Linked DNA regions of Mus musculus: regions 2 and 3 are each linked to region 1. The links are chromatin contacts, called in public ChIA-PET maps. All regions are on one chromosome and are shown on one strand. Each heading gives the region's core, a stretch centred on a gene start, on an enhancer-like site or on the middle of the called end of the contact. The rest is flanking DNA. Distances are from core to core; before and after follow the strand shown.

What was found. ChIA-PET counts read pairs in DNA pulled down with a chosen protein or histone mark.
Region 2: an RNA polymerase II ChIA-PET map of memory CD8 T cells shows a contact between it and region 1, with 6 read pairs. The contact joins two enhancer-like sites. A contact is called at or near these places in 2 of 115 datasets of contacts at active chromatin or transcription factors (memory CD8 T cells and pancreatic cancer cells).
Region 3: a contact with region 1 is called in an RNA polymerase II ChIA-PET map of memory CD8 T cells, with 80 read pairs. The contact joins two enhancer-like sites. A contact is called at or near these places in 3 of 115 datasets of contacts at active chromatin or transcription factors (large pre-B cells, memory CD8 T cells and microglia).

What each region holds. Positions count from the first base shown.
Region 1 is chr12:79,645,547-79,648,199 of GRCm38.p6, forward strand. All of the region lies in intron 7 of Rad51b (RAD51 paralog B), which reads left to right. Among named protein-coding and RNA genes, the nearest start is that of Gm36048, 150 kb to the right of the region's middle. Within about 2 kb of position 1,340, at least 126 of the 459 cell types and tissues checked have an H3K27ac peak or open chromatin away from gene starts, as enhancers often do. A contact at or near this core is called in memory CD8 T cells and microglia, where this site is marked.
Region 2 is chr12:80,227,840-80,230,492 of GRCm38.p6, forward strand. The region is part of intron 1 of Actn1 (actinin, alpha 1); the gene reads right to left. Among named protein-coding and RNA genes, the nearest start is that of Actn1, 31 kb to the right of the region's middle. Within about 2 kb of position 1,307, at least 214 of the 459 cell types and tissues checked have an H3K27ac peak or open chromatin away from gene starts, as enhancers often do. A contact at or near this core is called in memory CD8 T cells, where this site is marked.
Region 3 is chr12:80,166,908-80,169,560 of GRCm38.p6, forward strand. It overlaps Actn1 (actinin, alpha 1), which reads right to left. Exons shown (of 21, transcript NM_134156.3): 20 at 1,951-2,109; 21 at 635-1,573. The coding sequence ends at 1,415. Among named protein-coding and RNA genes, the nearest start is that of 2310015A10Rik, 35 kb to the left of the region's middle. Within about 2 kb of position 1,349, at least 235 of the 459 cell types and tissues checked have an H3K27ac peak or open chromatin away from gene starts, as enhancers often do. A contact at or near this core is called in memory CD8 T cells and microglia, where this site is marked.

The DNA of each region.
Region 1 (2,653 bases), core at 90-2,589:
CTGCCTACCCCTCTAACCCATGATGGCTAGTTGACTTAGTTCTCAGTTTCCCTCATACACTAAGGATCAGTTAAGACCAGTCTGTGAATGAAAGTATAAAAGTGCCATTACTCATGTTAATGATGTCAGATGAGTGGTGCCAGAAAGCCAACTGAAAACGAGGGAGGGAAAGATGTAAGATATCGGCTTCAATATGTAGTTCTATTGGTAAGATGAGCCGGTGGACGTTGCACAGACCTAGTCATCACCTCCAGCAACTCTGAGGCCTGCCAGAGCCTCACATTTCCTCTCAGACTCTGCTCCAGATGGCTGTTTCCAGGTCACCAGAGTGAATGGCAGAGAGAAGAAACTGGTTTGTCATCTGGCATTGGGCCTTGTTCCTTAGGTGAGATGGGTCCTTGCCAGCCTGTAGCCTCTGACTGGGGGTTTGCTCACTAGTGGTCATGTTGGAGAGTGCCATACCAAGGGCTACTAGGTAAGTATTTGGCCACTTACTATATTTGTTCTTGACCTATTCTTCTTCTGTCTCTTCTTTGTTGACTCTGTCTGATTGTGTCTAATTTTCACTGTTTGTGTCTGTATCAATGTCTTCTAAATATGGATGTAGAAGCATGGAATCACTCTGCCTCAAAAATAAAATTGTCCATCTTTGAGGACATGAAATCACTTTTGTACATGAGTATCTGATAAAGCCGCTGACTTGGGGATTTCTAGGTAGACCAGTTAACCAACCTTTGAACAATGGCCGACAGAGTTTCATGCTACAGATTCACTCTGGAGATGGAGATAATTGGACCTGCCCCGTCAGTGAGCCCATGCTGGTTAGGATGCCACACCACTTAATTGGGAACATAGAGATAAGGCAGGGATATTAGCACTGCTCTGCGCCCCACAGGACGTATCTGAGGTTCCTCTGAGCTTAGCCCCTGTCTACAATAAGCATACATTAGGCTGGAGGATCAAAGTTGGTGTTGATGAAGTTGGACTCCCCCCAAGAGTTATATCTTCAGTCTCTTTGGGGAGCAAATGACTCAATAGAACGATTTTTCTTGGCCCCAAATGAGTGTAAGGAGGGGGAGTGAGTGAGTAGCAGCCGTCTATGATGGTACTTATCACAAAGCCGTGTCTTTCTAACCCTCCTTGCAAACCGAAGGGAGGGGAATCCCCAGCACCAAGGCATACACGTGAATAGAAAGCACCACAAGTAACAAAAACACCGAAAAAGGTCATCAGAAACTCGGGGCGGGAGGGGGCTGGAAATTCACCTCCCTGCCTGTCTGAAGAGCTCAGTAGGCAGGGATGAGGAAGTGGGCAAAGACAGCCGAACAAACTTCATGCACAGTGACTGCCACAGAAAATGCACAGAACAGCTGGTAGGAAAGTTTCTTTCACATCCGTGTGAACCCCAGAGCCATCTGAAAATGGGCCACCTTCTTTTCCATACCTAGGTAGCCAGCCTTTCTTGGCCCCGTGCTAACTGCAAAATTTGATATAGTTGGTAAATAGACCACTGGAAGCCACAGTGGTTACCCTGTCACAAGTAACCAAGAGACTGTGTCATTTCCTGCAGTGGGCCCAACACTGCCAGGTTGGGCTAGAGGTGAAAACTGCACACTGGCCTGCTACCACAACTGGTGCCACCACCCTCCCAACCCACCCCAGTCTCAGACCCAACAGGTCAGTCCACTGGGGCCAGGCAGGGAACATGTTAATATACAGCTAGAACTCACCATACCTATAAGCCACAGCCCCACAGTTGCTGGCCACAGATTTTCCCTAGAGTATCCATTCTACGGGTAATTAGGCCAAAGAGAAAGCCTCACCATCGTGCAGGGCAGTTACCCCATACCTGGTGTGAACAAATGGCAGACACTGTCCTTCCTCCTCCATCTCCCGGAACTCGGTGGTGGAGGTGATGGTAGTAGAACGCTTAGGGGTGCCCTCAGTGACTGAAGAGGTGAGCATGGCAAGCTGAGGAGATTTACCATCCTTCCATATGTGCTGTCCCTCACACAGAGCCTGTCTTTCCTCCAGGGACTCTTGATCAGCAACACTCTTTTCTCCAGCTCGGCTGTGGATTGCTTTGGTCTGCTTCTCCCAGGGTGTACACTCCAGGGGAAACCCTGCAGCCAGCAACTGGGGTGCTGTGGCCACAGGCATGGCGAGTTCTAGTTGAGTATCGGTTTGTTGCTCCTTGGTCTTAATGACCTTAGCACCTGTTAATTCTGGGACATAGGGAAGGGCAACGATTGAGGAAGACAGTCCACTAGAGAGATCTGTATTCGCAGATCACTGTGCAGTGTGAACTGAAGTCTTCACACAATGAGTTCAAATATGCCCAAGCCATCTCCCTCACTGTGTTTCCCTCTCCTTTTCCTCAGCCGCTCTCCGGCATCTCTGGGCAGAGCAGCTTCCTTAAGGTTGAGGCTAATGAAAGTCAATGACAGTCCTGGAGTTTTGTGTACAACAGCAGAACTAAGGCAAACTGAGACATGTTAACATTTTTCCTTCATAGCCCCTTCTACTAATAGCCATCAGAATATATTAATTCTCGCCATAGCTTTTGTGGACTCAACACTCTAAAGAACAGAGGGGTTAGGCACACTTCCCAGAATTGCTCAGCAGATTCGTGCCAGAGCCAAAACGAAATATA
Region 2 (2,653 bases), core at 57-2,556, 580 kb after region 1:
GGGAAAGAATAAAAACTGGGCCCACTCCAGGGAGCTCCAATTAGCTGGCACGGCCCACTATCAAGGCGGCACAAGCTTTATAAGTAGCATGAAGCACCCCAGAGGGGACCACATGCAGATCTCCACAGGGAGCAGGGTCAGGAATGAACACTGGCTGCTTGGAGTTAAGCCCACACTAGCAGCAGGCGGAGACCAGTTTGGTTTGCCTTACACTTGACTGTCTGAAAGGGCTTGTATCAAGAGGCTGAAAAAACAGGGGCCAACCACCTGCTGGTTACAGCAGCCTCTGAGAGAGCAGGAATCAGGACAGAGGAGCCTGCTGTTAAAGAAACAGATGGTGCTCAGCTCCTGGGGAAGCTAGGAAGTTTTGCATTAGTGTATCTAACTCACTGGCCAAAAATGTGTCATATGGCTAACCTTGAGAGAGGAAAAGCCGGGGATAAAGTGAATGGAAGGAAGTGGGGACAGCAGCAAACTGGGGGAGGGGTTGTCCCCACTAATCCCTGGGGTGCCCAGGAGGGTGTGAGCCCCTTTCTCAAGTCTAAGGCTAAAGAAGAGGGGAAGGCAGGCAGAGGGTGGGGACCTGGTCCCCAAGAACTCTTCTCTCAACAGAAGATACTGAAACTTCAAGTTATCTATATAGTTTCAGTCTTCCCCAGAACTGTGTGGCGGCCAAGCTAGACATGATGTGTCCTTGGGGACCCAGCTGGCCAGCCCACTGGCCTTTACAGGACAGCTACCGTGATACGCCCAGTCAGGGGGAGAAGAGAATGGAGTGTCTAAGGCCTTCTGTTGACTTGCCAACTCCACCTGTGGGCACAAAGGACCTCATGCCATGGGCACACACAGGGAGATGCCAAGACCCAACTCTCCACCCAACTTCCTAGCAACATTATTCACCGTAGCCAAGATACGGAAATAACCCAAACATCTGTGAACACGTGAACAGATAAGGAGAATGTATTAAAACACACAATGGAGTATTATCCAGCCCTAAAAAGTTAATTCTGACACAGGATTCTACTGGGACAAGCCTGAAGTGAAGCAAACCAATCAGAAAAGGGCAAACAAAAAACAGGTCCACTTCTACGAGGTACCAAAACCATTTCAAATGAGTATACTTCAGAACCCTGAGTTAGACCAACACATGACCTCTTCCTCCCCGCCAGCTCCAAAAAAATGGACTAAGACCTCCCAAGACAGGGGGAGTTAGGGACAGCTACACCGCCTCAGGCCCTGCCTTGCCCTCTGCTCTAACAGACGGGCAGAAGGGAAGTTCCTCTCCCATAGCCAGAAGAGAAGCAAACTGGGGGCCCCTCTCCAGGTCCTGACTCCAGGGTGACTCAGGCTCCAGTTTCTCAAGAAGGAAGTGAGCCACTCCAGTCTGCCTTTTTTTCCCTTTTAGGAAGACACAAGAGAATGATTCAACTTAATCCTGGAGGCCTAAATTCCACTTCACTCCACTTGCACTGGAGATATCACACCCCACACACCATCCTCCAGGACAGGAAGTCAAAAGGACAGGACACAGCCTTCCCTCTCTACCTCAGTCCCAGCGTCCTACACTCAGCTCCTAACACTGGAAGAGACATCAGCAAGGTCTGAACTCACTCTGTTTTGGCTGCTCTGATGGTCTCAGTCTCCTCATCGGTAACTTAAAGGGATGGGACAGAGGCAGCTCTGAGCTTCTAGGTCTCTGGAGGAGCTGGGTGATTAATCTGGGGCTGAGAAAAGACAGGAGAACACAGGATGTGGCTTTGGAACCAGGCAAGCTTTAGTACAGACTCATGCCTGGCACCCCTCCAGAAGCACGGGTTCCAACTGGAACACCTGTATCACCCCCCCCCACCCCACCCCCACCCCCAAGTCAGGCAATCTCATCACTCACTCAATAGCTCCCACAGGCTACTGTTGGAGGACAGCCTCTGAGATGGACACAGCCTGGTGAAACTTCTCCATGGACCTTTAAGACCCTGGAGACCCTTTAAGACCCTATCTCTTGTCCCCAGAGCCTGTGCTTGGGCGCCTGGAAGGCTGAGAGTCAAGTAGGTAATTTGAACAACAAAGCAAAAGAGAGCCCAGTAGAGCTACAGGGAGCATAAAGGACATTGGAGTCCAGAGTCTGGTTTGAATCCTGAGTTTGACACTAGCTTGCTGTGAGACTTTGGAAGAGCTCGGTCATTTGTCCGGCCCTCTATTTTTCTACTGGCAGAGGGGACGGACTTTGGGGGCCCTCTGACAGTCCACATAGGGAATCACAGGAGGAAGGCCTGCTGGAGCCACCCTGCAGCTTCCTGTGGCCCCTGCTTCGACCTAATAGTGGCTGACCCGCCCAGGGCCGGCAGACGGCAGACTGCAGACAAATGAGCTGACAGGCAGCCAACTCCAGGGAGTGCTGAGGCACGAGGGACACAGCTTCAGCCTGGCAAAGTCCAGCTGCTGGAGGCTGTCTGAAGGCAAACATCCTGCTTTAATGGCAGAGATGAAAATAGTATGGCCGTTTTCTCAGAGTTGGAACCAGCTGGCTGAGATGGGGTCAGGGGACAAGACAGTGGCTATGTGCTTTGTCTTTTAGCTGCAAAGCCTGGTGCTGGATAACGGTATCCCTTTCAACACCCACCCCCCAGCTCCCCACCCCCACCCATCTCTGCCG
Region 3 (2,653 bases), core at 99-2,598, 520 kb after region 1:
CTCCCCAACTCGACATATCTCTACTTGCAAAGTTATTTTAACCATGATCGCTCTTGCTCTGCTCTGTAGTCTTGGAAATTCTAACAACAGGCTCCCACCACCACCATATATTCTTAGACAACAAATGATAAATTGGAGCTTATCATCATATATGTTTGGATATGGGGGGAATGCTGGCAATCTGCATTGTCATTGAGTCCCTGCAATGACCAACAGCTACTATCTGTGGCACATTTTGGGGTCTCAAGGGATTGAATTCAGGGCCTGGCATAGGCTGGTTGTACACCCTGCCACCAAGCCCCAGTACTCTATGGAACACTTAGAGTAGGAAAGAGGACTACAACCCTGACACAATCCAAGCTGTCCCCTGCAGCAAAAACAAAATGGTCGGGGTCACAGAGAAGTCACAGACAGCCACAGAGAACCAAGAAAGCTGGGGGTTTTCGTCAGGGGCTCTTTCATGCGCTTGTTAGCTTTCCCCTGTACATAGAGGAGGCCATCTTCTCCTCTTAAAGAAGTGAGAATGTACCAAACCAGGCTCAGAAATCTAGAGGTGGGTGAGGACAGGTACCCCACACCATTCTTGACACAACCCACCCCCACTTCTGGAAGTCAGCCAAAGGAACAAGCAAAGTAATGTCACGGGAGTGTTGTTTTAATACAGTCTGTGCCAAGCAACATCATAATCTCCAAGTTTGTCCTATCTTTAATAGGCAATATTCAAAATTAAAAAACATAACAACTCTGCAGTCATAAAACAGGCCAGCCACACTTTTGAAGAGACTGAAAAATGAGAAGCCATGAATTATCTTCTTTGAAAAGCAGCCATTTCAAAAGGTTTTCTTTAATATCATAAAATATTCTCATGGACAAGTGAGCTAGCAAACACACATGCACCAATGTGCCTCTGATGAGAGTACCCACCTACCCCACCCCCAAGTGGGCATGAAATTAGAGAAATGAATACAGCAGACAGAACAGGTAGGAGGAAAAAACTTCAGTAAAAAGAATGGAATATAACTTTGTGCTTGGTTATTTTCCTATGTCACAACAAAAACATTTCGGTGCAAATAGTTAATTTTTCCTCTTTTCCATTTAAGACTGGTGGAGAAAAAAATACTTTTTTTTTTATAATAAAATATGTAGTTTTTTGTTTGTTTTTTTTTTTCTTTTTAAAATTTTTTTTTAACGTAACTTTTTTTTTATCCTTTTTTGCAGAAAATAATTTTGTAAACTGTCACTTTGTGGGCAGGGAGGCTTGATGCCGCCTGGGTCGGAGCTCTGCCCCCTTGGTGGCTGAGCTGAAAATAATGAACCCAGCCAGCCAGACTGGGCGGAGGAGGAGGAGGAGCAGGGTGGGGCGCACGCGCAGAAGGCCGGGGGTGGGGGGGTGGTGGAGGGAGGCAGGGGCGGGTTAGAGGTCGCTCTCGCCATACAGTGCCGTGGAGAAGGACATGTAGTCTAAAGCACCGGGCACGGAGTCGGGGCCCGCGTAGGGGGCCATTCTTGCGATGCAGTACTCGGCTTGGTCAGGGGGCAGCTCACGGCGCAGCTCATCCTCTGTGATGTAATTCTGCGGAGAAAGCATGGTCAGGGTCGGAAACCTCGGCAGCGGCCGGAAAGCAACGCGGCGTTGCCGCAACTATTAGGTCGTAAACTTGCCGGGAATGTTAAGTACCCGTGTTCTAATTTCCTCGCTCTACTTGATCTGTAGAATACGTGCGTGCATACATATAACAGAGACATCCGTGTGTATGTACATATATATATTTAAGTGCATATTATATATTTACAAGTAATATATCACTTGTATATGGTATTTTAAACACGTCACGTTTTCCATTTTAGTATCTACTTCAACTTCCTTCCAAACCTATTTCACTCGGACTTTTTCATTCATCCTACCGATTTACAGTAACCACCCACTGTCTCAGCGTCAGCACATCCTACCTTATCTCCAGCCAGGATCTTGAAGGAAGCCATGACCTGATCTGCAGTATCAGTATCTGCCGTCTCTCGGGACATAAAGTCGATGAAGGCCTGGAACGTCACTACCCCCAAGCGGTTGGGGTCTACAATGCTCATGATTCGGGCAAACTCTGCCTCTCCCTGGAGGAGACAACCAACCCACACCTGTCACCCTAACGGCCTACTGGGGCATCTCAAGTGTACCTCCAGCTCCAAGTTGCCTATGGTTGGAACAGGAGGCACAACAGACATCTGATCTGGCTTGGGTTGCCCCAGGGTGAGAAAGTGACCCAAACGTTGTGAGTCTCAGGACTTCCCACCCCCTGCAGAGCTCTGGGTTTCACTTACAGAAAATGATGGGTAGTATTAATTATAATGACGATAACTTCAACAATGGCTAACTAACACTCATACAGCATGTATTATATAGGCCAGCTAATATTCTAAATTCATCTTATCATCACAACTGAATAAAATCATAGTATTCCCATTGTATGGGAAATCTGAGGCCCAGACAGGGTAAGTGACTTACCCAAGGTCACATGGCTAGGAGGTAGGGAGCTAGGATTAGGACGCAGGCAGTCTAGCTCCAACATATGCTGTTTCCTTAACATGACAAGTGTGCCAGACAAGTACGCAGTCCTTGTGATCACTTTATTTAACTCTTACAACCACGTTGTGAGGT